Regions from separate parts of the Mus musculus genome. Here all the other regions are linked to region 6. Evidence: chromatin contacts called from public HiChIP or PLAC-seq and promoter capture Hi-C data. All regions are on one chromosome and are shown on one strand. Each heading gives the region's core, a stretch centred on a gene start, on an enhancer-like site or on the middle of the called end of the contact. The rest is flanking DNA. Distances are from core to core; before and after follow the strand shown. Region 1 holds the start of Thap8 (THAP domain containing 8). Region 2 holds the start of Lin37 (lin-37 homolog (C. elegans)). Region 3 holds the start of Syne4 (spectrin repeat containing, nuclear envelope family member 4). Region 4 holds the start of Polr2i (polymerase (RNA) II (DNA directed) polypeptide I). Region 5 holds the start of Numbl (numb-like). Region 6 holds the start of Pak4 (p21 (RAC1) activated kinase 4). Region 7 holds the start of Kmt2b (lysine (K)-specific methyltransferase 2B).

Region 1 (3,094 bases), core at 251-2,750, 1.7 Mb after region 6:
GGCACCCTCATAGGCAAAACACATACACATAAGAATAAATAAACCTTAAAAGCAAACAGGAAAACAAAAACCTGTTGCTTTGGGGCCAGAGAGGTAGCTCAGTGTCAGAACATGGTCCAAGAATGGACCCCTGTGAGATTTGGGTGCTTGTAAGAAAACTCCAAGAAACCAAGCCAAGAATCTCATGATCTCAGTTTCTTCAAAAACACAGAACTGAATTGTTCCTGGTTTTGTGCCCCTCCAGGTGTAGGAGATAGGAGTGAGTCTATTTCAGATTATTCATTACACTAAGTATTGTTATTTCTTTATATGTCTCGATGGAAAAACATGTTTTTGCCATGTGTGTCACTTGTCCTTGTGACTCCTCTTAACCCTCAGGGTACAAACTGTCTGCTGCTCAGACTAAAGTTGGCTACTACAGGAGACTTTAGCTTGCCTCATTTATGACTCCATTCTCCCAGGTCCCACTGCCTCTAGACTAGTAGCCAATAGCTCCGTAGGTAAAAGCCCTTGGGGCCAAAGCTGACTCTGGGAGAATGAACTCTCAAAAGTTGACCTCAGCCAGTCTGGTCTACACAGCCAGTTCCAGGTCAGCCAAGGCTACACGGAGAAACCCTGACCAAAAAAAAAAAAAAAAAAAGTTTTACTAATAGCATTCCTTCTACCCAAAGTCATTTCTTTCTGTGACTCAAATTTTGTGGAACTGTTTTGTACACCCTGCTCCCCAGGCAGCAGTGCTAAGATTTTTACATTCTCCATAATTTTAAGCCGTAAGTAGATAAAAATCAGTTCTAGTGAAGGAACAGGAAAGAAATCAGGAACAGAAAAAGGAAGGAAGACCAAGAAATGTTACGCAAATAAGCCAGGCAAGTACTCCGGAGGCAGAAAGGTAGATCTCAGAGCTCACAGCCAGCCTGCTGGTCTACAGAATGAATTCAGTCACAAAGAAATCCTGTCTCAAAAGGAAAAAACAAACAACAAAAACAAAAAACAAAAAAACCACAACAATATAACAACAACAACAAAACCCACAACAATATAACAACAACAAAACCAGGGGAATGTTAACCAAATAGGGGCCTGGAAGAGCACACCTTACCCCGAGGCGCTACAGAGGAGGCGTGGCAAGAGCCAACAGGCCAGCCTCTCGCTCAGACTCCGATACAGCACACTGGTGGCTGCAGTGGTCCCCAGCCCTATTCCAATAAAATCAAAGACACACTGGAATGAAAGGGATAAGTGTCTTAGGTCACTCACTGAACAGTAAAGTGATATTAGAGATGATTTGTAAATGCAAAACCATTTCCCGGGAGTTAGAACTAAAATAAAGCAATGTGCCAACTCTAAGTGGAGCCAGAAAGATGGGCAGCACCAAACCCTGAAGCCAGCAGGAACGCAGGGGGAAAGCCTCTGCCAAGGGGGCGGGGCTTCCGGACCAGGCGGGCCTGGGAAGCCGCCTGAGGGAGCAAATAAAGAAGCGATGGGAGGGACCGAGGCCCCGAGGCGGGACCAAGGTGGCAGAGAAGCCCGGAGTTGGGTAAACAGGACGACCAGCCTCTCACCCGGTTCTGCACAGTGTCCTCGGGAGCCGCCGCGAGTCGCGTCCGCCGCCGGAGGCAGAGCGGTGGGGCAGGAGGCGGGGAGGACTGGTTTCTCCGCGCCGGAACTCCCGCCATGACAGAGGACAGCTTTTCTATCGTGTCACTCCGCGTATAACCTCCGGCCGCTAAGGCAGCCATCATGCTGTCGGAGACCAGTGTCCGTTACGCTTCTTAACAGCCGCCTGTAGCCAGCACCCACTCGAATAGCGAATGGCCGCGGGAAAGCCGGCGCCACCGCCCATTGGACGCAGCCGGCACCCCGGCTGGCCAATCACAAAGCTTCCGGGTAGGCTCATTGCCCAATGGGAGATAAGAGGCGGAGCTAAAGGAAGGTGGGGCCAGGGCCTGTCTATTTCACTGCTTACTGAGTCTGGCTGGGTTTCTCTACTAACCTGTGCTTTCTCTGTTCATAGACACACAGCTTTTAACTTTGATGGAGCTCATCCTGTCTTTTGCAACAGTCCCGGGAAGTTATTCAAGCTGTACCAGTCTCATGGATATAGGGGTAGGGTGAAGCCAAAGAGCCGTGGGCTTGGGGTCGGGAACAACACCGCCCTACTCTTGCCTATACAAATAGTGAGGTTTAGGATTGCGAAGATTGTAGCCAGCTGCTCTCCATCCCGTGATTGGGGCGTAGCCGCGGTAGCACGAGGAACATTTTGTACGCATGCGCCCTCAGTTTCCCCTGTCACGTGTTGCAGTGTTGCTCTTCCCTGGGATGACGTGAGGCGGATGGATTGCTCGGGGACCCGGACAGGGTTTGGCCCAGACTCAAGTGTTATTGCTGACTGGGCAGGACTGGCCAGGGTAGGACAGCTACACATAAGTACATTAGGGCTCCAACACTTTGGGGCGCCTGGGCAGGGACAATTGGCCTGGGAGATTCGAACATGGGGCGTGGCCCTGGGAGGGGCGGGGTTGGTCCAGCTTTGAGTCTTGGGAGCTACTGCTATGAAGCTGTAGATAGTTCATTGCTACCTTGGGAGCGGAAGGGGTGAGAGGGATGTGCACACACATCATTCTCCCTGTTCATTTTTTGGCTTATTTTTCTCTTTAAACGGTTTTCTGGGGCATCACAGGTTGAGGTATGCAACGGTGTCCCCACCACTAGAATGTCAGCCCCTCCCTGAAGCCAACAAATTTTATCCCATTTCCTGTTATTCCTAGGTTGCTAGACTAATGCCTAACACATACTATTGTCCATCAAATGTTTGTTGGAAGGGTTTGATTTTTAGCCCAGAAGTCTGTTGGGGTTTGGGAAGCGTCGCACAAACCGCTTAAAAACCGATCTCAGTTAAACAGGACTGGTTTATTGAAACTCCCCCCACCCAAAAAAAACCCCCAAAAAACAAAAACCAGCAACAACAAAAAAACCCAACTGATTGATCACCCAGACTCGGAACTGTAAGCTACAACCCTAAACATTTCCGGGGCCAGTTTATATAGGGGGAAAAGGCATAATGATCTGATAAGTAGGTGCAGGGAGAGCTGCA
Region 2 (3,171 bases), core at 649-3,148, 2.0 Mb after region 6:
CCATGAAACATCCCATGGGGCACTTTTCACCCTAGGCAGCCCCTCCAGCCTCCCATCCACATCCCCCCTCCAACAATCAGAGTCAGTCCAAACAGCTCCCACCCTGTGGTTCCCCAGGCTGGACCAGGTTCCAACCTGTCCATGTGACTCTTCTCCAGCAGACACTGAAGAACGGCATCCAGCTGGTTCCGGGCTTTGGCCATCTCCATCTCTGAGGGTAGAAGGTAGGAATCAGCTCTGTGTGCGCCTCCCACATTCGCCGTGGGAGGCGATCCTACGTCCTGTCTGGTCCAGTTACTTGGAAAGCAGCTTTAGTGCCACTCAGTGGAGAGACCAACTAAAGACAGAACCAGGGTGACAGAGCCTTAGGCGGGGCCAAGGGCACAGCTGCTACCACTGCTCTTTCTCTCCAACACCTACTCAGGAATCTAGGATCTGGACACCTTCCATGGACAGCCCTTAGGGTATTCCCACTGAGGTCTCCTCGAAACCCACTCCACTCCCTGGATTCTCCCATGAGGCGTGACTAGCTGGCCCACAGGCTCCTGACTCGCTGTGGGCACTCCTTTCCCAGCCCCAGTCTCAGCTCACTTGGCTTGTGGGAGTCTGTCAATATATCCCCTCCCTACCTCGCCTTTTCCTCCCACCCAGCGCCTAGCCTCTGTCATCTTTTCTGATCCACCTCCTTTTATAATGCAGACAAAAGAACCTTCCTAAAAGAAAGCCAAGCCTACTGGGCATAATAGCATATGTCTGCTATCCCAGCACTCTGGAGGCTGAGGTAGGAGGATCAAGAGTTTCAAGGTCAGCCTCAGCAATGAAAGATCCTCTCTCAAACAATAAGCAAAAGAAAGAAAAAATACAAAGACAGACAGACAACACAACGTGGCTTTGATCTTCTCCAGCACAGAACCCTCAAGGAGTCTTCAATCCTGACTCCAGAAAATGGGGTCTGTACTCAGTCTGGCGTTTCCAAACCCACCCTTGTCCTACCTGCATAGTTGTAGTGAGGCTCCCTCCACTATATATATTTCTCTCCTCCCACCCCCAGTTCTTCACTATATAGCCTTGGGTTGGCATGTTGTTTGCTAAGTAGGTCAAACTGGCCTTGACTTCAGAGATCCGTTTGTCTCTGTTCTCCATGCCCTGGGAATAAAGGCAGCTGCCAACACGAACAGCCCTCTCTCCACTCACTGCATCTCTGAGGATGTCCACTCAAGCTTTGTTGTTGTTGTTTGTTTGTTTTTTTGCACTTTGGGGTGTACCTTTACCAACTCACTCCTTCTTCAAAAACCTCCCTAGACTACCCACTTCCCTCAAAGGAAAAGTCGAAAGTCCCTTCCCAGAACCCACAGATCTGTCCTCCTCCCCTCCCATCTCTCTGCCTCCGTTTCCTCACGGCTGCAGTCGCCCTAGCTGCTCTGCTGCCCGCTTCCTTCCTACACCCTGCCACTCCTCCCACCTTGTCTATTTATCACCCTACACCCTAGCGTTATTGGAATGCACAGCCAGTGAGGATTGATTCAGGGACACTCCACAATTGATGACTCATGCCCACTGTCAGAAATGGGGAAAGTGAGGTAGAAAAAGAAAAGGACCCTTTTTAGAGGATCCTGTCATATGGGCTGCAGAGAGATGTCGCGTACTCCGCTTTTTCACTATTAACATATCTCTCCTGGATCCCCAGTCCTCACCTGATTTCTCCACTTTCACCTTTACCGGGAACATGATTTGGGTGCAGGTCTAATGCGCTGGATCAGAAAAACTTGGAGGAGGTGTGGTTCAAAAGCTAGGCGGAAGGCGGGCAGGGAAAGGTCAAAGGTAAGTCTGGGCACCACTGGTCCTCGGGCCTGAGCACTGTCCAGCCGCGACTGCCTTGGCGGCCACTTCCCTTCTTCCCCTTCTGTAGGCGGGACCCTTTGGCAACTGCTTTTTCCCACTAGTTGATGAAAACGTCAATTTCATTTGCTGGCCAATTGACAGCCTGTACTATTGGCTCCCAGCCTTAGGCTCCACCTTCCCGAGGCCCTGTATCCGGAAACAAACCAACGACAAGCCAGGCACCTGGGGGGCGGAGGTGGGGGTTGTGATTCAAACTTCCGAGGCTCAAGACGGAGGTAATGCGCCTGCGCCGCAAGGAGCACTATGGGAAGCAAAGACTCAGACATCCCAAGGCTTTTCGGGATTTGTAGTGTTATATTTTAGTATTGCCACTAAACCTATTTCCAGCTCCTAAGTAACTATCATAGTCACTGACATCCTTCACAGGAAGATCATTCTGGAGACGGACTGGATCCTTTCTGACAGAGAGCTCGCTAGGTGTATTTCTCAGCTAACTCTCTTTCATTTAAATACTAAAAGCGCTGGGTACTCATCCACATAGTGAGGACGCTTTAACGAGCAAAACAGGCAAAAATCCTTGCTGAGAATGTGTCTTATCGTGTAGAGGATAGACGATAGTCAATAAACAAGCCAAAAATTCTAAGTGAAATGTAATGGGAACACACAAATATGTAAAAATACTCAATAGGGAACATCAAAGTGGGGACTGAGACTTTATCATTATTTATTTATTGCCTCACTCTGGCTCAGTCTAGCCTGAAGCTCATTATGTATGTGACCCAAGCTGTCTCTGAACTCCCGGAAGGCCTCCTGCCTCAGCCTCCCCAGTGTGTGATTAACACAACAACCTGTTGGGTATATGCTTTTCTTAACTTATTGGGGGGTGGGGCACACCTGTAGCAGTCAGATCACTTACAGGATTTGAGGATCAAACGCAGGTCATGACTGGCAGCAAGTGTCCCTACCATTGAGTTATCTCACTAGACTCTTTGCTGAAATTATGTTGACACAGGGTATCACTACAAACCCCAGCTGGCCTGGAAGTCACAGAAATCCACCATGCCTCTGCTTCCCAAGTGCTGTGGTTTCAGACATAAGCCACCAAAATCATGAAATATTTATTTATTTATTTTTGAGACAGGGTTTCTCTGTGTAGCCCTGGCTGTCCTGGAACTCACTTTGTAGACCAGGCTGGCCTCGAACTCAGAAATCTGCCTGCCTCTGCCTCCCAAGTGCTGGGATAAAAGACGTGCACCACCACTGACTGGCCATGAAATTTTAAATGAGAAGATCAAGATGCCAGAGAAAGGGCTTGCTCACTTGTTGAGC
Region 3 (3,108 bases), core at 346-2,845, 1.7 Mb after region 6:
TGTCCTCCTAGACTGTACAGGGCACCTTAATACCAGCGTCCTGAAACTCTAGTCATATGCTCTATCACCTCTAGATTCCCCTTAACCTCACACGGCTCTTTTGGGGACACCCTTATCTCTGACTGCTAGCTCTTAAGTCATGCATTCTTGATACCCCAGTGTTCATAGAGTCTTCCTCCAACTCTCCGAACACCCTGGCCAGATGTTAGCTCCACTCCCTAAAGTTCCGTCTTTTCCATCTCTTCTACCCAGGCAGGCTTGCTGTAATACCATTCCTGAGTAAAGCCTCCCTAACAGCCAGAGTCCCGGGATAGGCCATTCCCTTTAACCTCTGTATTAGAGCCTGACCCCAGCAGTGCACCCCCAGATTAGCTCTGCGTAAGTATCCCTAGGACTGCCCATGTCTGTCCCAGCCCCTCAGATGCCAGCTGAAGCTCCCACAATGTAGTAGCCCTTTATGTCTTAAAATGCAGCATAGGCCCTGTCTCCTCCCAAAGAACTGGACACACACACACACACACACACACACACACACACACACACACGGCGGGCCAATAGTCTTGTCCCCAGAACCTATAGATTACCACTCCTGAGGGCCTGCTGACCCTTGTCCCCTGACCAGCTACGGATGCCCGCTGACTTTTCACACACTCCCAAACTCTGGATATCCATTTACCATTATCAACTGATTCCCGCAGCCCAGGCCTCCTCAACGGCCCATCACCTCGCTGCTGGTGGAACCACGGAGCCTGCTGGTGCTCCGGGGCACAGCTTACACACGCCTGCTCCACGGCATCTCAGCTACCCGTGTGGATGAGCTGGACGCCACCTCGCTGCCACCCAATGCCACCGCTTGCAAGTCAGCGCTGCCCGGAGCCCACCTGGTGCGCGGCACCCGTGTCTCACTGACCATTCGCCGCGTGCCCCGTGTGCTGCGCGCCAGCCTCCTGCTGAGCAAGTGACCACCAGGTTCTAAGACCTTGGAACCCTAGGGCAGAGGTAGCTGTCCAGGGTTATTTATTTCCCCAGTAACTATGGAAACCATGGAGAAGACACCATTCCAAATAAACAGAAAATACCTTTACTCGTTTTGGATTTTTTTTTTTTTAACTAGATGGGAAGAGATACTTCAGTTTCTTTCTCTCTGCCCCCCCCTCCCCCTTCAATACTGGAGATAGAACCTAGGGCTTCTTGGATGCTAGACAAATGCTGTACCACTAAACTACAACCCAGGCAACAATTGCATTATTTTTTAGTTTTGCAATAGGGCTTCCATAAGTTGCCTAGGCTGGCCTTGAACTTGAGACCAGCTTGCCTGAGGTGACAGGCTTTAGCTGCCAGGTGCTGGGACTTTTTTTCAGTATCCTTATACCTGAGACTTTAAATGAATGGGACGGGCCCTGAGACACAGGTGTCCCTGAAGGTGACAGGATCCAAGGTCTTGAGATGGGTGACGTTTTCTCTCAAAGCCCCACGATGGCGAGCGGGTGGTATTGGAAGGTTTAGGTTCTCCTGCTGGGGAGGAAGGAGTTAAATGCCTCCGCACCTCAGCCAGGCATCAGATTTCTCTAGTCCAGGTTCTTCCAGGAAGGGGTGGAGCTAGGCTGGCCCCTGGGCCCCTCAGTAGCCTCGGACTTAGGCTGTGAGTCCTGCTGAGAAAGCATGGGGGTCTGGACTGTCTAAGAAAGCGGCTGCTGTTACTGGACATCCTCACCTGACGATCCCCAAGTGCACGGCCATGGCCCTGGTTCCACCTCTTGGCCGTGAATTCCCGCCAGAGCCTGTGAATTGTCCCCTGGCAGCTCCTAGAGAGCTGGATGTTGTCGGAGGGACCATCTGCCCTGCACCTGAGGAAGAGACAAGCAGGTGGGGACTGGGGCTTGATAGTGGTTCCGAAGGAGGGAGGGAGGGAGGGAGGGGTCTGTGGGAAGGGCCATGTGTGACTGACTGAAGAAGGACATGGAGAAAAGTGGGCATATGGTGAGGTGGAAAAGGAGACACTGTGCCTCACAGGTGGCCCATCAACCTTTCTCCTCTCTAGGCCAGAGCAGGTCCAGGCCTCCTTGGGCCTGCCTGAGCATTGCATGGGTGAACTGAAGAGCACTGAGTCTGCCACCAGCCCCTCAAGACTCCCCCTGGCCTCTTCCCATGAGCATCAAGACGGGGGCAAGCCCTGTGAGGTGAGCTGAGCACACCCTCTGTTCCAGTCCCACTTCCTGTCTGTCCCCCGGAATCTGCCCCTTGCTCAGATGATATGATTCTGGGGGGTGCTGTGGAGGAAGGGACACCGTAAGGACATCTGGTTGCCAATCAGTATTTCACTTATTTTTAATCGTTTTGTGTATTTACTCTGTGTGCCTAAGTGTGAGCAGGGATACAGGCACATCATGCGTGCCGGTGCCAGTGTCTCTCAGTCACTTTCCACTATGTGACAGAGTCTCCCATTGAACCTGGCTAGGGTGGCTGGTGAGTGAGCGCCACGAATCTGCCTCCAGTCACTGACCAGCCGGTGCCACATGCTTGGTTCTTTGAGCACTTGCTTGTACAGCAAACATTTTATCAACTGAGCCATCTCCCCGGTTCCCCCGACCTCCTTATTTGAGATATGCTTTCACTGTGTAGCTCAGGCTGCCCTTGAACTTTCAGTTCTCTTGCCTCAGAGAACTGGAGTTACATTTTATCATCTCCAAGCTGGACATATTTCCACGTTTTACCAAGTAGGAAATGAGAATTTTATTAATAACCCCATTCCTTTTGGGGGTACTCTGCTCCATTATCCTTCCTAGTTTAGACCCATATAAAGACCTTTCTAGAAGGCTCGGGAACCTGGAAATCTTAAATTAGATGTCTTCAGCCTTGGTGTAAAGGGCTGCCAAGTGGGAGCAGCCCAAATGTTGGTTCTCGAATGGGTGTGGCTTCAGAGAAACATCCACAAGGCAGCAGCCTGCTTGGGAGTAGGGGTAGTGTCTTGGCCCATTGGCCCTGATTTTGGTCCCCTGGAATCTCCAGCACTCTGACTCTGGTTTGGAAGTACTAGAAGCTGAACAGGACAGTCTACATCTTTGTCTGTTGAGGTTGAACTTCCGGCTGCAGGACCTGGAACGAGGC
Region 4 (3,295 bases), core at 23-2,522, 1.6 Mb after region 6:
TACAGTGTTATACTTTTGTCCTCTCCATGGAACATTCTCTAGATATCAGCTCAAATACCCATTCCTCAAGGAAGCCTCTTCAGATATCCCCAGGTAAAGCCTGGTACCTCTGATGAATTTCCCGTGAGCTCCCTCCCCCTAAGCCAGTTCAGACAACTCTGGTTTGTCACTGTCTACTGAATGTCTGCTTCTGACCAGGCTGAACTGGGGCTTCCATGTGGCTAGAGCCTATACTGGTTATCACACTGGGCAAAACATGGTATTTGTTGAAGAAATAAATTAGTGAATGAATGTGGGGCGGGTCCCGGGAAAGGGTGTCCTCACATGGATGCGACAGCCGTCATCCACAGGATAGGAGCCCAGCAGTGCATCCTCCTGATCCAACTTGCTGTAGAACTTGTCGTCTGCTCCATATAGCTCCAGTTCCATGCAGGAAGCAGGGCTGCCCACCACCAGCTCCAGTTTACACTGCAGTAAAGAGGCAAGATGAGGAGAAAGGCTGTCAGAGGCCTCATCTTCAGACTTTGATCAACAAACAAGTTCCAAAAAGACCCACCTTGGACCAGTTCCTTCTGGACCCGCCCCCTCGGCTCTCTGGAGTGTCTGATTTTTCCCGGGTCCTGCCCCTACTCGGTGGACTCTGTTCTCCGGGGCTCCCAGGCCTGGGAGGCTGGCTGTCAGTCTCTGCAACCTTCCCTCCAGGTTCGCCCACTAGTTTTCAGCCCCCTACTCCCTTTTCTTTGCCCCGCCCCTCCGGACCCCGCCCCCACGGCCACACCTTGAACTCTGCGATGGTGAGGCTACGACTGTATCGCTTCTCCGAACGGAAGCTGTTGAGGGAGCTGCTGATGAAAACCATCACGGTGGGCGCCGATATCCCCGTCACCTCCATCTCGCTGCGCCCCGGAGTGGCCCGCGGTGCGGTTCAGCCGTCTCACACCGGCTCCGCAGTGGCCGCCGCTGCTTCTGGGATATAGGTCCCGCCCCTTGTTCTGGAGCTGACCAATGCAAGTTCTCCACCTAACATGGCCAGCCAATCGCTGCTGTTCTTTCTCCACGGACAGGCGGATTCTCGGGTACGTCCAACCAATCCCGAGAGGCCTTCCGTGCACGGGAAGCAGGAGAGGAGGGCGGGAGGAGGCCGAAGCCGGGAAGAATGGCTGGAGTTGTCCCGGTCCGCCGAGTGTAAGTTCGGCGCATGTGCACTGGCCTTGGGCCAAGAAGAGAGCAGCGGATTCTCTCGTTCACGCTCAGCGCCTTGCGGATGACATCGCGCATCATAGTCCCAGCCCTTGTCCTAGATCCATTCCACTCGGAGTTGGGAAGCAGGTTCCGAAATCGGGAGTGAGTAGCAGAGGGTATCAAAGGATCGACGCAAGCCGTCAGCCAGACATCCATAAAAAAAAAAATAAAAAAAATAAAAAAATAAGGAACCCGCGCATGCGCGCAGCATCGCCCTAGTTTGGTGCAGCTTCGGTGTGCGACCCTTCCCGCGTTCCGTAGCGCGCCCGCGCAAGCGCAGAAGGCTCAGCAGCCCAGTCGCTATGGAACCCGACGGGACGTACGAGCCTGGCTTCGTGGGTATTCGGTTCTGCCAGGAATGGTGAGGCCCGGGCAGTAGGTGTGGGAAGGCAGTGAGGACTGGCTCCAGGGCTGACCTCTGACCTCCCCTCCCCACAGTAATAACATGCTGTACCCCAAGGAGGACAAGGAAAATCGCATTCTGCTGTACGCGGTGAGTACCGGCAACCCTCTCGCCCGCGGGTTCACGCCTTCCCTGCGCGCTCCCTGCTGGCTCCCCCACGCTTTCGCCTCTTGACTACCCCTCAGCACACCCTCTCTCCCATGTTGTCCATGCCCTCCTTGGGAACACCCTGCCTTCCTGTCCAGTCTTGTTGGAGATCTGATCTGTTTGTGACACTCCTCCCACATGCTCTCCCGTCTGCAGTGCCGGAATTGCGATTACCAGCAGGAAGCCGACAACAGCTGCATCTACGTCAACAAAATCACGCACGAAGTGGAGTGAGTGGCGGGACCTCGCTTGGGGCACGGGTCACCTCTTAGGACACCCGGCCTGACCGCTAATTACTTCCCTATGCCTGCAGCGAGCTGACCCAGATCATCGCAGACGTGTCCCAGGACCCCACGTTGCCCCGGACGGAGGACCACCCGTGCCAGAAGTGAGTACGCAGCTGGCATAGGGAAAGAGGAGTGGCTGTGCACAGAGAGGTCTTTCGCGGTTTAGTAACTGAACCATTCCCTCAGGTGTGGCCACAAGGAGGCAGTGTTCTTTCAGTCACACAGTGCCCGAGCTGAGGTGAGTGGCGGCTGGGTGCTTGGGGGGGTAGGGGTGGGGGGGACACGCCAGTTTTGGGTTGATCCTGTTTACTCAAATCAAGATTGGGAAAGTTTCTTTGATCGTTTCTTTTGGTCCTCACACTATCCTCTGGGTCCAGACCCTGACTGAACGTTCTTATTGCTAGGACGCCATGCGCCTGTACTATGTTTGCACTGCCCCACACTGCGGCCACCGCTGGACTGAGTGATCGTTCCTTCTTCCACCTGTAATAAATGCCAGTTTCTACACTAGTGTTTCCCGTGTTTATTTCTCTCGTGGGTAGGGAGCAGCCAGTCTTATCAGGTCGTGCGGTGTAGGGTGCGGTGCTGCGCATAAGCATCCGGCCGAGAGCTGGTGAAGCCACAGTCTTCACACACGTGCAGCTTCTCCCTGCGCTCCCGGTAAGCGTAGCTGGCTGGCTGCCCGTGCACCTTGGCAAGGTGAGCTTCCAGGGAACAGCGCTGGGTGAAAGCTTTCCCACAGGCTCCGCAGCGGAATGGCCGTATTCCTGTTAAGATGAGCAGAGAGGGCGATGGCGGCCTTGGAGCGTAGGCTTCTGGCCTTGCCACTCCCTATCTTTATTCCTAGCTAGGCAGACACTTATGTTTGTGGTCCACTAGCCATCTGCTACTTCTGCTTAAGGCAACAGGAGCCAGGCCATGTGTCTCCTCCATCCCTCAACAGGAAGCGTCTTGTGAGAGAGGGAGGGACTCTTAGCTACTTGCCTGCTCTCAATCTGGAACCTGGAAATATATCATATGGATTTATTGTGAGACAAGGTCTCACAGTGTAGCCCTGGCTGGCCTGGAACTCAGAGATCTGCCTTCCTCTGCCCAGAAGTGCTGGGATTAAAGGCAAGTACCAAAAGCCTGGCTTATTTGGGGTGTCTGTGTACGTGTGTGTTTGCTCACAAACGTATGCATGCACAAATGCTATGGTCCAAGTTTCGGGGTCAGA
Region 5 (3,311 bases), core at 240-2,739, 1.3 Mb before region 6:
TTGCTGCCTCAGGCCCCTACGACTTTGGGGCTGGAGAGACTGCTCGCCGAATACAGGGCCTCATCCCGGTATTGCTTCGGCACCGGCTGCGCCCACCGCCTGAGGAGACCTATGCTCTACACCGCAAGCTAGCTGGGGCTTTCTTAGCCTGTGCCCGTCTCCACGCCCACATCGCCTGCCGGGACCTCTTCCAAGATACCTACCACCGCTACTGGGCCAGTCGCCAGACACTGCCGCTGCCAGCAGCCTCCTGACTAGGGACCTCCCTGCCGACCCCACCATGACAGATTCCATCCAGGGATACCAGCTCCACAGCAGGCAGTCCCCTCCTCCTCTTTCTTGGTCTCCAGAACCTAGTTTCTTGCCTTGGATCTTTGGGCCCCTGGAGTTAGCTCCCTGATCCTAAGTGAGCAACCTTGAATTCTGAGGCTAGGAGCCAGCAGAATCCTGCCACCATCTAAGTGAGCCTTGGGTCCACTCTCATGTGAAGGAGACGCCCCTCGGCCCCAGGTCTTCCAGGATCTGCAGGGGAGATGGTGGCTGTTGGGGGCGGTCCTCACCTTTGCCTCCCTTGCTCCTCTACCAGCTGCCTTCTTCCCGGGTTCCAGCCTGTGTATTGGAGGGTGGGGGTGGGTGCTGATCCTTTCCTCCGAATAAAGGCACCCTTTCCCTGCCCCCAGTTCTTTTCTCTCTGTGCTAAGGGGGAGGAGCTCACAGGCAGCTCCAGGTGCAGATGGCCAGACCCCCCACCCCACCCCCTTGTCTAGGGCCATCTGTTGCAGGGAACCTCCTCCGCCCCCCCCCCCACGTGCTGACCACCTGCTCCAAGGGCTGTGGCAGCTGAGAAGTACCCTTCTATCACATACTCGCCCCCCCCCCCACCCCCCAGCTTCAGGCTCCCTCCTGTTCCTGACAACCTCGCCTTTGCTAATGGGCCCTAATGCCCCTAACAGCTGCTCTGCCAAACCTACAGGACAGGGGTAGGGGTGCAGCTGAGTCCAGAACTAGGACCTGGTCTAACCCAATGCCCACTTCTCGCAAGCCAGAGTGATCTCCCTCCAGGACTCCAGGGTCTGTTTCTTTTCCTTCCCCTCCTCTCCCCTCCCCTCGCCTGCAAAAAGTGCCTCGTCACCGCTTCTGCCCGCCCCCGCCGGGCTGGGAGAACCGTGGGGTTAAGCAAGATTTGAGGACGAGGCGCCTCCCAAAGCAATTCTTCAGAAGCAGAACCATAGGGGATCTGAGGTCAGGGGTTATGGAAGCAAATAGAACCTGCGCCTCAACCTGAGAGGCACTCCTCTAGGGATGCGTGCAGGTTCCCGCAAGGCCAGACCAAGGGGCGGGGCGGGCCGGCCTTTGCTTGGGAGGAGACCCGGTAGTGTTTATGTGGGGGCGTGGTCTGCGGGAGGGCGGGGTTATCTTTTGCATATACAGCAGGCGGCGGGCCAATGGGCGGGGTCGGGGCGGGGCGCCGAGGGAGGGATGCTCCCCCGCCCCCGGAACGGAATCCTCCCGGGAGCCGAGCTGGCTCGCGCGCTTGCATCCCGCACCAGCCGCCGGCCCCGGGCCGGGCCCGCGTCAGACCGAGCCGCCGCCACCACAGCAGCAGCAGCACTCGGGAAGCCGGGCCCAACCGGGGCCGCGGGAGGCGGGGGCGCCCGGGCCCTGGATGTCCCGCAGCGCGGCGGCCAGCGTGAGAAGGGCGGGCTCGGGGGGCTCGGGCCGGGGGCGGCGCCGCTGCTGATGTGGCGAAGGGTGGGAGGCGGCAGCAGCGCCCGGATGGAGAGAAGATGCCAAGGCTGGAAAGGGTGGTCCTGGGTGGGGGTCCGGGAACAGGTTCCTGGCAATCCCAAACCTGCCAGACTGGGGTCTGGTCCAGCACAGGCCATCTCTGCGAAGGCCCTGAAAATAGGGATCCTGGAATACAGATTCCCCCCAAATCATGGACAGGGCTACATAAATTCTAGGTAAAACTCCCTGGGCAAGGTTTGGCGTTCAGGGTCCGGATACGGTCCCCTTTATCAAGCTGAGGCCTTAACTGAGCCGATTCCAGACAAAATCAGTACTCTTCCCTGCTAGAGGGTTTCTTTGAGCACAACAGCCCCCTGGGCGATGTCTTGAAGATGAAGTCCCTGGATAGAGCTGCCAAGGCTAAGGCTCTGGGGGATGGGGGGGCGGTTTCCAAGTACTGTCTACTCCCTGGGGTCCTGGATCCAGCCTGTCCCCCCAAGCCCTTGGGCGGTGTCCCAGGCAAATCCCCTTCTCAGAACAAGGTCTCTGTGTCTGAAACTCCACCCCAGCGTGAATAAAATAAGGAGAATTTCAGGCATTCCCCTACCCCACCTCCACCCCATGCTTAGTCAGGGGTCTCAAGACATTGGTCTCCTAGGCCACCCCTTTTGTCCCTAGGGCTGCTCAGCGTCTAAGAGAGGCCCCACCCGGAGACAATGCTCAGCTTTCCCTTGCCCCCCAGGCTCCAGGATTCAGCCTGGGCTGGGGGCGGCTCCCCAGAGACGGGTGGAAACCTGTCTGTAGCCTCTGTGGTGACCAGCGGCTTTGTGTGGTTGTGTGTGTGTGTGTGTGTGTGTGTGTGTGTGTAAGGGTTGGGGATGTGGCTAGAAGTGTGATCTGGTGTTTGTGTGACTGTAGCTGTGTGTGTGCTTGCATTACAGCTGGCAAGGATGAGGTATCCTGCGTTGTCTGCCTGCATGCTTGTGGTTGGATGTGGTGATGTCTGGTGTGTGTGTGTGTGTGTGTGTGTGTGTGACCGTGGATGTGATGGCAGCCGTTCACTGTTCAGACTCCTGTACTTTTTAGACTGTGTTTAAATAGATATGCATATGTCTTTTTGTGAGACCCTGTGTGTATGTACCTTGGTATGTGTCAACATCTGTGTTGGGTTTGAGGTTGGACTTCTGTGTGGCTGACTGAAGATGTGGGTGGAGCTGTAACTGTGTGTAAGTAGAATTGTGACTCTGACCATGTGTGACACAATGTTGTGCTTATGTCTGATTTTTGTACTGTGTTCATTGCGACTCTGGGTGTGCGACTGCCATTGTATTTGAAGTCACATCGTGCCTGTGGGGCTGGACCTCTGGGAAGGCAGTGTATATGACGGTGGTTGTGTGTTCCTTGCCATGTCTGTGTATGTGACTGGGGTTGCATAAGTGACTGTCCACCTAGCCGTGTGACACCGAGTGTGCACTACAGCCTCCTGTGTGTGATTTGAGTTGCGAATCTGACTTCTCTGAAACTCTAGTCTATTACAAAAGATTAATTGTGTGGGACTCAAGCTGTGGATGTTGCCTGTGTGC
Region 6 (2,975 bases), core at 463-2,962:
CACACACAGACACTCTGCGGCCAGCTGATGCTCCAGAAGCGCCCAGAATCCAGCAGGAGTGCATATGGCCCCAAGAACCGGGAGAAGGCAGAATGGGCTCTCCCATGGAGGCCAAAGAAAGCAAAGCCAAGAGCTGCCCACGGTTGGCTAAGCATGAGTGAGAGAAGTGGAAAGATGGCTGACAGGAGGTCAAAACCCTGGAAGGAGGACCAAGGCTCAAACTGTAAAGCGTTTGGGAACCACTGAAGGCCACAGGGAGAGCTTGTGGTGTCAGGAATAGAGAGCGCCTAAGGTCACACCCACCCAATCAGAGGCTCACTGGACTCTGGGCCACCCACCAGCATGCCACTCCCATAGGCCCAGTGGAACCTCCCCTCCCAGGTCACACCCTTCCAAGGAGGCTAAACAGACACTCTGTTCCCACCCAGGGAGTGGCTTCCAGGAACAGACCTCCTGGGAAGTGGACCCTGTGGCAGGTAGCAGACCAAAGCTCCTTTCTCTTAACAAAGCTTTCTTGGCATTACTTTTTCTACCTGGAAAACAGGGGTGTTCTCTAACACCCAACTCACCCATCTCACAAGATAAGGGATGAAACAAGACCAGGCATACACGGTGCGCTCGCTCGCTCGCGCTCTCTCGCTCGCGCTCTCTCGCTCGCGCTCTCTCGTTAAACATTTACCAGCACCAAGATTTTGTGAAAGGCAGCAGGAGACAGAAGCACTCTGGGACAGAGCTCCGGAGCTGGAATCCCAGCTGCTCACCTTACTTCATTAGCTGACCTGGGGCAAATCACTTAGCTTCTTAATAACAGCTTTGGCTCCAGTGATGCTGTACTGCGCGCTAAATGAGTACATACACAGAGCTTTAACGCGGAGAGGGAAGCCCAGCCTATCATCAGTGTTTTATCAGTGTGTGGCCTTCATTATCAGTGGGAAGGGGCTCCCCTTCTCCTCCCACCACACACACCAGGACACACTTTCGAAGGCTCTGTTAGATGTCCCTGGTCCCCCTCCTCACCGCACGTGCCCCACTTGAGTTTTTAGTTTCTGGCCCTCCCAGAACATCTTCACCCGTCAGATTTTTATCTTCGTACCTTCTACCTAAGGGCTGTCTCAGACACCCCCCCAAAACCTAAAACTCAAGCACCTCCTCCTCCTCCTCCGGTTGAGGCTTTTAAATCTTTGACCGGGCAGCCGCCCACTTCTCTAGGTTGTGACCTCCAGCCCTGACAGACACACCCTCTTCTTAAGTTACTCTGAGCGCCCCCTTTTATGAGACCCGTTCCGAGCCCCTCCTATGCGCCCCCACTTAGTATTCCAAACTTTGCACAAATTTCAAACCCGGCCACGCCCCCTCCACCGGTCTAACCACTGGTCGCGACAGTCCCCTCCCCTTTCCCTCATTTTTGGGCCCGCGACCCTTTTCCACGCGACCCTCCCCTCCAAGAGTGAACTTTGACCCGACCGGCCCCGCCCCCTTCCGAATAACCGCTCTCCCACGGCGCGTGCCCAGACCCACCCGCCCCCAGCCACAAACCCCTTGCACGGTAACCCCCTAACCTACCGGCTTGGCGCCGCGGTCGCTCGCGGCCTAGCTGCCTGGCCCAGAACTCTGTGCCCGCGTACCGCCCTCAGCGGTCTCGCGCCGCCGCCGCCGCGGCTACTGCCGCCGCCATGTTGAATCCCCAATGAACATCCGGGGCCTCCCCTACTCCTCGCCGCCCACTAGTCCCCATGGCAACGGAGCTGACCGGGTGATGGGCGGGGCCTACTCGGAGGCGGGGCAGCGAGCCGGGCAGGGTTCCCTAAAACCACTGATTGGTGCGAGTGGCCCAATCGGAGACCGCTAGGTGGAGAATGAAGAGCAGAGATTGGGAAGTTTTGAAAAGGTGCGGGATCGTTGACTCCCCGCCCACTCCGCCTCTTAAAGGGGAAATAACGACTTTCGCGTGGCAGAGTCCCACGGGCTCCCAAAAAAGTAAAGTGGAATACGAGAACATAAAGGCCAGAAACAGTTCTTAAGCACTTATTATGCCTTTGTTAGCACGCGACTAGTTCTGCTGTAAACTGTTAACACAACCCTGTTGTTGTAACACCCATTTTACAGGTAAACAAGCTAATAGGATGCTAGTTGGTTTATGACTACTGAAAGCAAGTTTTGAATGAAGCTCTGTCCGAATCTGGAAATCTGACACTATTTGATCTTAATCTTTTAAATAAGTTTTTTTTTTTTTAAGTCAGTCAATCACGAGTGTGTGAGATGCATCAGTGGATAGAAGGCGCTTGTTGCCGAGCCTGAAGTTTGATCTCCTGGACCCACACGGTAGAACTGATTCCCAGGAGTTGATCTGTAGCCTCCACAAGAGAGCCATAGACATAAAATAGAGGGATAAGTGTAATTAAGTGTTTTTAAATTAATCAAAATGGAAAACACAGCGGAAACAAAGCCCATAAACTAATACACCCTTCCACCTATGGGTTCATTAGGTCTTACTGAAAAATTTAAAAATGCTTTCTCATCAAGGATTTTGAGGGTTTTATTTGTTTATTTGGGTATCAGACACTGAACTTAGGGCTTTTATACAGGACAGGCAAGCAGTAGTACTAGGGAAGTCCCCGGCCCTAGAGAATTCTAGGCAAATGCTTTCCCCAGCTGAGCCCCTTGGGAGACTGAGGCTACAGGTTTTCCCAAACAGGCTTTCTCTGGTTCTTTTCACGGGCTTTTTCTTCTGTCTGGAAGATTCTCTTCTTTAAGCATCCTCCTGACTCCCAGGGTTCCTTTGGGTTTTTCCTCAAACATTATGTTCTCTAAGGGGCAAAATGTCCTACCTTGTGCTATTAAATCCTTTGCCAGCTTCTGGCAAAGCTTCCTTTCCTTTGCCGCCTGTGGTTTTGTGTTTGGCTGGCTGGTTTTGGTTTCGTGAGACAGGGTCTCAGGACGTAGCCCAGGCTGACCTTGAACTATGCTTTTTGCTC
Region 7 (3,372 bases), core at 848-3,347, 2.0 Mb after region 6:
GGTTCCAGGTCCTGGACCAGGTCCCTCCTTGCATTTCCAACTGCCAGCTTTGTTCTTTACTGGAACCACAGGGGGCGGAGGCTCGGGTTTAGGGATTGTCACAGCCGCTTCTGCTAACACTACTGCTTGCTGCTTTTTCCGGCAGGGACCGGCTGGCCGTCCTGGGGGCCTTCCCCGAGACCGTCGGGGAGTAGAGGGTTCACGTGCCCGTGCCCGGCTCCGGGGGGGTTGGGGTGCTTGGGACCGCCGGAGAAGTTCAGTCAGTGCCTGCACCATCCGTTCTGTGCCCTCCTCACCCCGTTTCCGAGTAGGGGCCTTTGGGGGGACAGGAGTCACATCTGCTAGGCGAGGAGGAAGGGGGGTCGTCTTATGCTTGCGGCCCCGACCCCGAGGGGCTCGACCTAAAAGGAGAACAGTTGTGGGGAGATGGGTCAAACTGGCCCTTCAGTCTTAAGAAAAGCACCCCAGAAAGACAGGATACTAAGTCTTACTTGTCTGTTTTTCCCCACAGCCCAGGCTACCTTGGACTGAACACAGGACACTCAGTAACTGGTAGAGACTAGCTGAACACAAAGGGCAAGAACCTTCCCGCAACACTAGAGAGGTAGAGTTTCCCCATCACTCACCTCGCTGGGACCGAAGCGCAGAGCGCAGGGAACTGGGGGCCACATCTTCATCTGAATGAAAACCCTGAAACTCCTGATTTAGGGGACCAAGGGTGAAGGGGAGAAACAGCAGTCAGTACCAAAGCCCTGGTTCCATCTGGGCTTCAGGTGTTGCAGATATGATAGTTATCGTCCACCTTAACATACTCCTCCTCATTTACCAAAGAACTTAAAAGACTGAGGCAAGGTCAGAAGGAATAAAGGTACAAGGCGTTCTTGAACCAGACCATTCCAGCACAGCCATCAGTAATTCACTAGCCCAGAAGAAAACACTAGAGGGTCTCCTCGAGTTAAGCAATAGGCATTACAATGAGGGCTAATTCCAACTTAAAACAAAGTAGGTCCTCCATTTACACCCTTGCAGGGCATTCTTAAAAATGGGGAGTGTTTGGGGGAGATGAGAGGTGGAGCAGATGGTTTATCATATTAGAATCCACTCTGAGCCCTCAGAGGACAGCTAGCTCTCCTAAGCAATAGAATCCACACCCTCCTGCCTTCTCCAAAAGGCTGAGAGGGATAAACCATGACTGCACTCACTCCAGATTCAAGACTCAGCATTCATTCTATCCCTCTTCAACCCGCGCCTAAGAAGCCTCCACCACTCTACCTTAGAACCAGAGAGCAACTGGGGCCCTGGTGGAACCAGGGCAGGGATATGTCGCGGATTTTAAGGGCCAAGGAGGCAGCCTGCAAGTAAGAGCCCAGGAGGCTCTCTAGCCTTGGTCAATTAAGGCCACGCTGCTGCTGTCAACCACCGCTGGTCCGGCATGCAATCCCTATGGCCTCTTCACCCACTCCTGTCCTGCTCTGCCATTGCTACCGCGAAAGATCAGCTCAGGACACCAATTGGGCTCCAGGCGTCTAGCTGCAGTCAGGGTTTCTCTGATCACTTTCAAAGGCCCTAGCTACCCAAACGCTCCACGCAGCCTGCTTCCTTCGTGCTTCTTTCCAGGAGCCCCGAGAATCCCACTTGTCCACAACACCCTTCGGAGCTATCCGGAGCCCTGCAAGCCCCTGGCCTCCGCCCTACCCGGCGCTAGAGACACCTCCGACCGCCTCACCTCCTCCTCGGATTCCCCGTCACTGCTCTCTTCCTCCGGCATGCAGCCTCGGTTCGGGCCCCAGCCCCGTCCCCGGCCGCGGCCTCGGCCTCGCTGAACTCGCGCACCAGCCCACAGGCGGCGGAGCCGGCGCAGGCCCCGGCGAAGACCCAGCAAACGGAGCAGGGCCGTGTCCTCCCCGGGCTCGGCTCCTCCCGGCCCCGCCGCGCCGCCACCGCGCCGCAGGGCTACCCGCACTCTTTCGGCTCCGTTGCCTCGGCCGCCGCGGCCCCCGCCCCCGCCGGAACCCCGCGGCCGGCCCGGGAAGCGGCCCCGTGCGGAGCCAGGCCCGGGGCAACTGCCGCCGCCCGCCGCCGCCGCCATCTTGGCACCGTGAGAGGGGCCGGGGAGGCGGGGGGAGGGGCAGCCCGTGCGCAGGGCCGGGGGGGAGGGGAGAGGAGGGGAGGAGGGGCAAAGCGGGGCGGCTGCGGCTCACGACAACAACCAGCGCCGCTGTGGGGCGGGCAGGAGCCGGGGGCTGGGCTGGCCACGCGCGGGGCACCACGGGAGCAGGAGTCCTGGGCCGGTCGGCCGTCACCCTCCAGCCGCACCTGAAGAGCGGACCCCGCGTCGCGGCCTGAGAGCGGGAGGCGCAAGGTCTTCTGGGGAATGTAGTCCAGTCGCCTTGCTCCTTCCGCCGACAGCTGGGGCGCGAGAACTGGGAATACCGGGTTGGCGACAGAGACCAGGAGAACCAGTTCCTGGTCTCCAGGAGGTGTGGTTCCCGGCTCAGACTCCTCCCATTGTTCTAGTCGGAACTAGCGACCTGCATGGACTACCATTCCCAGGGTCCTTCCCAGGGTACCGTTGGCTTCGGACCCTGGGAACCCGACGGACACACAGTAGACGAAGTTAGCTATTGCGCTAGGCGTTGGCTGAGGGGAGGGCGGCGGCGCTGGATTAGTCTCACTTCCAGGCGCAACCCGGTAGCCGCATTGCCCGGCGCGGAGGGGAGATGCTGGAGAGGCTAGTCTTCCGTCCCTTACTCGGAGGAGAGCAGACCGGTGGTCGAAATCCGGACCTCAGTCTGCGCTCCTCTCCAGCCCTAGACTACGCGCGCGGTAGATTGCTGTGGGAGGAACCAGAGTCTTGGGGCGCCTCAAAGCCACCTTTCCTCTCCCGCAGGGTCTGGAGCGCCTTTGCCGCGTGCTGCCCTCGGGAATTATACGAAGCCCCCCGGAAGGAGAAGTGTGACCCTCTGTTTATTGAATGGTGAATGGCCAGCAGGGGCCGCTACAGGGCAAGGGTGGAAACCCCCTAGCACAGAGGAAAAGTCTGGACTCGTCCTGACTGGAGCACAGGAAACTTTATTATAGTGATGAAATTGACAGTCCCCAGTTAATCTTCACCGAGTTAATTGTCCTTTAACTCGGGCTCGCCAGGCCGAGGCTTCTGCAACTCGCTTGTCCCGGAAGGGTTCGTAGCTCCTGTCTCGCAGTTCTTCTGTGGTTAAATTTGCCAGGCCGCCCTAGCTGAGCCCTTCTGCCTTTCATTCTTTGGACTCTTTGTCAAGCCAGAGAAGCTACCAACACCCGGTCAGGTGGCAGCAGAGGAGGTAGGACTACCGGGAGAGCTGGAGGCCCGGGTCGGCCTCGAGGAAGAGTAGA

What was found. Promoter capture Hi-C pulls out the DNA fragments that hold promoters and counts their contacts. HiChIP or PLAC-seq counts read pairs in DNA pulled down with a chosen protein or histone mark.
Region 1: a contact with region 6 is called in a promoter capture Hi-C map of pre-B cells, with 3 times the contacts expected there. The contact joins the promoter of Thap8 here to the promoter of Pak4 in region 6. A contact is called at or near these places in 4 of 39 promoter capture datasets (cranial neural crest, liver and pre-B cells) and 1 of 115 datasets of contacts at active chromatin or transcription factors (astrocytes).
Region 2: a contact with region 6 is called in a promoter capture Hi-C map of liver, with 2.4 times the contacts expected there. The contact joins the promoter of Lin37 here to the promoter of Pak4 in region 6. A contact is called at or near these places in 2 of 39 promoter capture datasets (both in liver), 1 of 484 Hi-C or Micro-C datasets (B cells) and 1 of 9 other capture datasets (liver).
Region 3: a promoter capture Hi-C map of liver shows a contact between it and region 6, with 2.5 times the contacts expected there. The contact joins the promoter of Syne4 here to the promoter of Pak4 in region 6. A contact is called at or near these places in 4 of 39 promoter capture datasets (cranial neural crest, hippocampal neurons and liver).
Region 4: a contact with region 6 is called in an H3K27ac HiChIP or PLAC-seq map of microglia, with 12 times the contacts expected there. The contact joins the promoter of Polr2i here to the promoter of Pak4 in region 6. A contact is called at or near these places in 4 of 39 promoter capture datasets (cranial neural crest, hippocampal neurons and liver) and 1 of 115 datasets of contacts at active chromatin or transcription factors (microglia).
Region 5: a contact with region 6 is called in a promoter capture Hi-C map of pre-B cells, with 2.6 times the contacts expected there. The contact joins the promoter of Numbl here to the promoter of Pak4 in region 6. A contact is called at or near these places in 2 of 39 promoter capture datasets (frontonasal cranial neural crest and pre-B cells).
Region 7: a promoter capture Hi-C map of second pharyngeal arch cranial neural crest shows a contact between it and region 6. The contact joins the promoter of Kmt2b here to the promoter of Pak4 in region 6. A contact is called at or near these places in 3 of 39 promoter capture datasets (cranial neural crest, liver and second pharyngeal arch cranial neural crest).

The regions. Positions count from the first base shown.
Region 1 is chr7:30,278,594-30,281,687 of GRCm38.p6, forward strand. Thap8 (THAP domain containing 8) reads left to right here and starts at 1,501. Exons shown (of 3, transcript NR_144498.1): 1 at 1,501-1,887; 2 at 2,015-2,106. It overlaps Wdr62 (WD repeat domain 62), which reads right to left and starts at 1,817. Exons shown (of 33, transcript NM_146186.4): 1 at 1,563-1,817. The coding sequence starts at 1,739.
Region 2 is chr7:30,557,748-30,560,918 of GRCm38.p6, forward strand. It overlaps Lin37 (lin-37 homolog (C. elegans)), which reads right to left and starts at 1,899. Exons shown (of 9, transcript NM_029377.2): 1 at 1,695-1,899; 2 at 136-211. The coding sequence starts at 1,728.
Region 3 is chr7:30,313,221-30,316,328 of GRCm38.p6, forward strand. It overlaps Syne4 (spectrin repeat containing, nuclear envelope family member 4), which reads left to right and starts at 1,596. Exons shown (of 8, transcript NM_153577.2): 1 at 1,596-1,866; 2 at 2,042-2,180; 3 at 3,010-3,108. The coding sequence starts at 1,739. It overlaps Alkbh6 (alkB homolog 6), which reads left to right. Exons shown (of 7, transcript NM_198027.3): 7 at 699-1,083. The coding sequence ends at 962.
Region 4 is chr7:30,230,802-30,234,096 of GRCm38.p6, forward strand. Polr2i (polymerase (RNA) II (DNA directed) polypeptide I) reads left to right here and starts at 1,273. Exons shown (of 6, transcript NM_027259.1): 1 at 1,273-1,603; 2 at 1,681-1,735; 3 at 1,949-2,022; 4 at 2,106-2,180; 5 at 2,266-2,317; 6 at 2,484-2,586. The coding sequence starts at 1,545. The coding sequence ends at 2,546. Tbcb (tubulin folding cofactor B) reads right to left here and starts at 1,396. Exons shown (of 6, transcript NM_025548.4): 1 at 779-1,396; 2 at 325-468. The coding sequence starts at 892. It overlaps Ovol3 (ovo like zinc finger 3), which reads right to left. Exons shown (of 4, transcript NM_001289817.1): 4 at 2,496-2,846. The coding sequence ends at 2,638.
Region 5 is chr7:27,257,272-27,260,582 of GRCm38.p6, forward strand. It overlaps Numbl (numb-like), which reads left to right and starts at 1,490. Exons shown (of 10, transcript NM_010950.2): 1 at 1,490-1,690. The coding sequence starts at 1,667. It overlaps Coq8b (coenzyme Q8B), which reads left to right. Exons shown (of 15, transcript NM_133770.2): 15 at 1-678. The coding sequence ends at 254.
Region 6 is chr7:28,596,472-28,599,446 of GRCm38.p6, forward strand. Pak4 (p21 (RAC1) activated kinase 4) reads right to left here and starts at 1,713. Exons shown (of 10, transcript NM_027470.3): 1 at 1,564-1,713.
Region 7 is chr7:30,586,629-30,590,000 of GRCm38.p6, forward strand. It overlaps Kmt2b (lysine (K)-specific methyltransferase 2B), which reads right to left and starts at 2,098. Exons shown (of 37, transcript NM_029274.2): 1 at 1,727-2,098; 2 at 627-699; 3 at 1-401. The coding sequence starts at 2,089. It overlaps Zbtb32 (zinc finger and BTB domain containing 32), which reads right to left. Exons shown (of 6, transcript NM_021397.2): 6 at 3,053-3,372. The coding sequence ends at 3,302. It overlaps Gm32082 (a long non-coding RNA gene), which reads left to right and starts at 2,151. Exons shown (of 3, transcript XR_003946734.1): 1 at 2,151-2,691; 2 at 2,891-2,977. Mir3569 (microRNA 3569) reads left to right here and starts at 2,752; the gene lies at 2,752-2,809.